2 separate regions of the Macaca mulatta genome follow, and region 1 is linked to region 2. A link is a contact called in public Hi-C data. All regions are on one chromosome and are shown on one strand. The core of a region is the stretch at or near the end of the contact, and the rest is flanking DNA. Distances in the headings are between cores, read along the strand shown. Region 1 holds the start of SRSF1 (serine and arginine rich splicing factor 1). Region 2 holds the start of DYNLL2 (dynein light chain LC8-type 2).

Region 1 (3,032 bases), core at 415-2,914, 75 kb after region 2:
CCATGCCCGGCTAATGTTTTGTATTTTTAGAAGAGACGGGTTTCGACATGTTGGTCTCAAACTCCTTACCTCAGGTGATCCGCCCGCCTCGGCCTCCCAAAGTGCTGAGATTACAGGAGTGAGCCACCACGCCCAGCCTCATCTACTTTTAATAATGTTTTATGGTATCTCTGTAAATTGCCTCACATCCTTGCGGAGAGGGACTGCTGTAAATAACATGAAGAACATTATCCCTGAAATTCACGGTGTAGATCTGTTATCGCAAATTTATGACTGCAGGATTTGATTTTGTTGTTGTTTCCCCCTCCTTTTTTTTTTTTTTTTTTTTTTTTTTTTTTTAGGAGGAGTCTTACTCTGTAGCCCAGGCTGCAGCGCAATGGCGCGATCTCGGCTCACTGCAACCTCCACCTCCAGGGTTCTAGCGATTCTCCTGCCTCAGCCTCCCGAGTAGGCTGGATTACAGGCGCCCGCCACCAAGCCCGGCTAATTTTTTTTTTTTCAGTAGAGACGGGATTTCACCATGTTGGCCAGGCTGGTCTCGAACTCCTGACCTCAAGTGATCTGCCGCCTCTACCTCCCAAAGTGCTGGCGTGAGCCACCGCGCCCAGCCTAATTTTAATTTGAATTCATTAGCGACGTTTAAAAATCCCAGGATTTCACATAAAAATCCAGATTGCAGACGTCGAAAAAAAATGTAAAATGTTATCTCCCAATGTCGCAGGCAAATAAGATCACAGTCCTGAATAGCAACCGCGGTCTCTAGTGGACACGGCTCTCATCCATTTCGGTCCATTTTATTACCTGGGAGGACCGGTATTTTCAATTTCAGTAACTTTTAGAGGAAACTTTTGAAAAAAGGACTGCACACACGCACCTTTTCTTCCTTCTCGTTCTTTAAAAGGAAACAACAGAAACAATTCATTCTGCAGGCAATCTGCGCTAGTCCCACGGATAGGCGATTAACAAGAGATAAAGAGGTGTGGGTACCAGAAGCAGTACTGTTACCCCTTCTGGTTGGCGGGTACCACGTTGAAAGGTCGGGGTACGGGCCCACTGCGACTAGCACAAAGAGTGCTGAACTGAGCTATGCAAAGTTCTGACGAGAAGGTGGAATGGTTCTTAATGAAAAGGATTAAGGAATCTAAACCGGTTTCGCTAAATTAGACACATCTGTCTAAGCAGCCACAGCTTGTTCGCAGCAGGGGCGGGAAGACAAACCAACGCCCCAGCTCTCTATTCAGTCACCGGCAACTCAGCTCTGGACTAGACGCACTCTACGAAGATACCCGGGTTTCCGGAGCAACGGCCCGAGCCCTCCCCCTTTAGCCCCGCCTCCGAGTCTCTTTCCCGCCAAAGGCCGTTATCGCCGCAGAGCATGGTGGGACAAGGCTTTAGGCTAGGTTTCACCAAGTCCTTTGAAGGCGCCGAGTTGCTTTCAAAGCTCCTCATTCCTGGGGAAATTGACTATCCTTCAAGACTCGACCTGGATGACTAGCTCCTTTAACGAGAGTTCTTTATTTAACTTTTACCAAACGGCTGCTCACTCTATTCGCAAACCACCCCAAGCGGGGAACGCGGGGGACTTTTTTTCCCCCTTCGTGCGGAGGGTGACGTCGCGCGTGCGTGCGCGTGCGTTGCGCGTATCCCTCGCAGCACCCGTTGCGCTCCCGCGCGTGCGTGTTGGGATCGAATCGCTGTTTCCTTCCGCTTCTCTTCCTCTGTCTCCCCCCCATATCCGTGCGCCGAGCTGATAAAGGCGCCATTTTGGAGGGGCCGCGGGAGACGTGGTGCCGCTGCGGGCTCGCTCTGCGGTGCGCTAGGCTTGGTGGGAAGGCCTGTTCTCGAGTCCGCGCTTTTCGTCACCGCCATGTCGGGAGGTGGTGTGATTCGTGGCCCCGCAGGGAACAACGATTGCCGCATCTACGTGGGTAACTTACCTCCAGACATCCGAACCAAGGACATTGAGGACGTGTTCTACAAATACGGCGCTATCCGCGACATCGACCTCAAGAATCGCCGCGGGGGACCGCCCTTCGCCTTCGTTGAGTTCGAGGACCCGCGGTGAGGCGGCATGGGGCTTGCAGCCTTGAGGAAATAGGTCCGAGTAGTCGGGGAAGGCTCCAAGGCCTTAACATAGAGAACGGGGAAGCGGGGGCTCTTAGAGAGGTTGGGGCGAGACTGTATCGCCCATGCAGGAGTCGAGTAAGGAGCTGAGTTGGTGTGGCTTCTCTGGCGCCTCGCCTTGGACGTCCCCGGAGCCCATTCGCAGGCTGGAGCGGGAAACTGAGGCGCTGAGGGCTGGTGTAGTGGTTGGGAGCCTGGCGTGTTTCTGGGTGGGGGAGGGGCCATTCCTATTATGCGGCGCATGTGGGCTCTTCCACGTTGGGTGCGCATGTGCGGGGGGTTCCCGACTGAGCGAGCTTCTCCTCCTGGTCTTTCTCATGCCTTTTACTTTCTGCGATCCCGCAGAGACGCGGAAGACGCGGTGTATGGTCGCGACGGCTATGATTACGATGGGTACCGTCTGCGGGTGGAGTTTCCTCGAAGCGGCCGTGGAACAGGCCGAGGCGGCGGCGGGGGTGGAGGTGGCGGAGCTCCCCGAGGTCGCTATGGCCCCCCATCCAGGCGGTCTGAAAACAGAGTGGTTGTCTCTGGTGAGTGTACTTGGTTGTGTGGATTGATGTGAAGGGACGGAAGCTACCTAAAATTTTTGTCTTGCATGATCGGTTTAACAATTGCAAATTTTTCATGCTAGGTCTTAAATTGCTTTAGTTTTTGGGTGAATTTAATAAACGAGGATTGCTGCTGTGGTGATTTACCAAATTAGGTTGCGGTACTAGATACGAAGATCCGTTACAAATAATTTTGGACTCTGGATCCCAGAATCTTACCAGCTCTTTACCTGGTATCACTTAAGTACACCTATTAAGTATTTTAAAGTACTCTTTGTTCTAATGTACCTTACCAGCTTAACGTGAAATTTAAGATAATTGATACTAAGAAAAAAAATCACTTTTTCAGGACTGCCTCCA
Region 2 (2,700 bases), core at 33-2,532:
ACTCTCCAGGAGACAGCCTCCGGTTACATAATATTGGTCTTGTGACTACAATGGCACGATTCTTCACCCCTGCCCCCCAGGCATCTGAGAGAGTTGAAGCCCAACCCCTACCACCCCTGTCCAAGGTGCCAGTGAGCAAAGCAGAGGAAGGTGTCCAGTCTAGCCCCTCCCTCCTGGGGAAAAAGCAAGGGACCTGGGCCTCCAGATAAGAGGAGGATGGCCAGAGGGCCCCAGGCCAGCCGCCTCAGTCACGAGCCAGGGCTCCTGTGAAAAGCGCAAAGGGCACTCCAGGACAGCTCCCATCTTCTATTCTTGGTTTTGCAACCCAAAAAAAAGGCTAAATCTCCGAATGACACGGACCACCATCCCCACCCGCCAATAGACACACACTTCTACTTCCCTCTTCGGGCTCTCCAAGGGGGCCGTATCCCTCCACTATCCCATCCTCCAGAGCGCTGAGGTCCCAAAGGGCAGCACCTGGGGAACGAGGAAGCATCCTCCTCCCCCCCCCACCTCCCGCCCGCGCCGCCGGCCAGGTCCGCAGGCTCTGGCCGGTCGGCCGCCCTCCCCCGCCCGGCCTGGAACAGCGCCGGAGTGACTGGGCGTCCTCGCTGCAGGAAGGACGCCCCAGAGGGTGGCGGTGGCGGCAGGAGGAGCCGCGTCACGCCCAAGCCCTCTCCACCCCCTCTTCCCCGGCCCCTGATATCAGGGGCCTCCACGCAGCGCAGGGAGACTCCCCGGGGTGGCGGGCGCAGCGGCAGCTCCGCAGCCCAGGCCTCCAGCAGCGCCACGAGGGTGGACGGGGCAGAGGGTGGCGCAGCTGGGGCTGCGCCCAGAGGGAGGGGCAGCGGGGGCGCGCGGCGCTGCCCGGACCGTCAACGCCAAGGACTGCGGGGCCAGCCCTGTTCCAGGCCTTGGGGCCAGTTGAGGAGGCCGTAGGGCGACCTCGGCGAGGGCCGGGGCGTGTGGAGCCGCACGCGACGGGCACAGGCCCGCCACCGGGGGACGCCCCCACCCACCGCTCACCTTCACGGAGGCGAGTCCGCACGGGGCCCTGGGGAGCAGCGATGGCCCGAGGCAGAGCACAGGCAGGGGCGGTGTCCCCTGGGCTCCTCCTGCAGCCGCCGCCGCCGCGGTCTCCGGCTCCCGCAGCCCGGGGCCGATCGCTCCCTGCCGCGGTCCGCCCTTGGGAGTTTCGCCGGCCGCCCGCGCTCCGCCTCGCGCCGCCGGCCCGCCCGCCCGCTCAGCGTTGGCGCCTCACAGCTCCGCTCCGCTCTGCCGCTGAGCGCGGCCGACGCGCGGCCCCCGCTGAAATAGCGCCCCGCCCCCGCCCCCCCGCCGCGCGCGCCGCCGTCCGCGCTCCCCATTGGCTGCGCCCGCCCGGCCCCGCACTGCGGGCTTCTCCCCGCGCCGCTCTCGCCCCACATCTTGTTTCCTCCCACAATGCCTCGGGGCGGAGGGAGGGGGTGGGGAGGAGGAGCTGGAGCGGGTGGGGGAGGGAGCCGTGGCCTTAAGAAAGGAGAGGAATGCGGACCCCTACGCCCGAGGCTGGAGAGGCCAGGCCTGAAAAGGAATAGAGAGACGTGGTCCTGAGAGAGGAGGAGAGGGAGGGGTGTGGAGACCCCAGTCCCAAGGAAGAAAAGGGGAGAAGGGGATGGAGATTTCAGACCCAGGGAACAGATGGGGCTGAGGTAGAAACCCCAACCTTAGAGAGAGGAAGGGGAGGAGATGAAGTCATCAGCCTCAGAGGAAAAGACAGGACACTCTCTCCTCCCGTATCTGTGGGAAAGAGAGGGACAGCCAGCCCTATGGAGAGGGAGAGGCATAGGAGCCCCACGACCCCCTCACCTCACCTTCCGGGACGGTCCCTTCTTCCTCCAGCTCAGCCTTTGTTCTTTGAGGCTGAAGGACCTAAACTCCCAGCTGGGCCCCCAGCCAGTATTTATCTACAAGAGCAATGGAGACAGAGCCGAAGCAAAATTGATGGGGGGGTGTCTTTGGTACGCAGGCCTCTGCTGTCCTTGCACATTTATGGCCTTGGGGTCCTGGGATGGGGGTGAGAGTGAGCCATTTCTTGTCGTCTGTCCCTGCCTGTCCAGGTAGACAGGACTGGAGGAGAGTGAATAGAAGCCCCTAGAGGTGGTGCCTGTCAGAACTGTGAGGAGCCTTCAAAAACCACCCATCCACATCCCTCCCTTTATAAAGGAGAGAATCCAAGTACAGAGAGGGGAGAGCCCTGCCGGATCCCGCAGGTCAGGCTTGACTCGCTTCTAGCTGAAAAGCGGTGCACCCAGGCAGCAGCCCCTCTGGAGGCTCAAGAGACTCCCGGGAGGATGGGTGTGAACGTGCGCGTTGGGAGCCTGCCTGCTGTCACTCCACCCCACTTCCAGGAAAGATCCTCAGGCCTACGGTTTTCTTTCTGGTCTGTTTTATACAAAAGTGTCTACCTCAAGGGCTGATGAGCCTTTATTGGGAACCAAGCATTTTGGCCATACCGTCGGGTTTAAGAAGCTGCCAGGGATAGCTCCCACTCCTATCTTTTTCCCTTCGCCTCTCCAAACCATGTCAGGAAGTGAGACTTGCCCTGGCCCTGGCCTGCTCTGGTTTGAAGCATCAAAAGTTAGTGTTCGTTTTGTGTCAGGGGAAACCTGCAAAAATCATTCCCTCTGGTTTCTGCTTTCCACAGTTCTGTCCTCTAAC

Evidence for each region. Hi-C and Micro-C count contacts between places; a contact is called where the count stands out from the background.
Region 1: a Hi-C map of fetal cortex germinal zone shows a contact between it and region 2, with 4 times the contacts expected there. The contact joins the promoter of SRSF1 here to the promoter of DYNLL2 in region 2. A contact is called at or near these places in 4 of 14 Hi-C or Micro-C datasets (cortical neurons, fetal cortex germinal zone, fetal cortical plate and 1 more).

What each region holds. Positions count from the first base shown.
Region 1 is chr16:51,981,897-51,984,928 of T2T-MMU8v2.0, forward strand. SRSF1 (serine and arginine rich splicing factor 1) reads left to right here and starts at 1,665. Exons shown (of 4, transcript NM_001195549.3): 1 at 1,665-2,061; 2 at 2,470-2,654; 3 at 3,022-3,032. The coding sequence starts at 1,868.
Region 2 is chr16:51,906,820-51,909,519 of T2T-MMU8v2.0, forward strand. It overlaps DYNLL2 (dynein light chain LC8-type 2), which reads right to left and starts at 1,283. Exons shown (of 3, transcript XM_015119163.3): 1 at 1,027-1,283.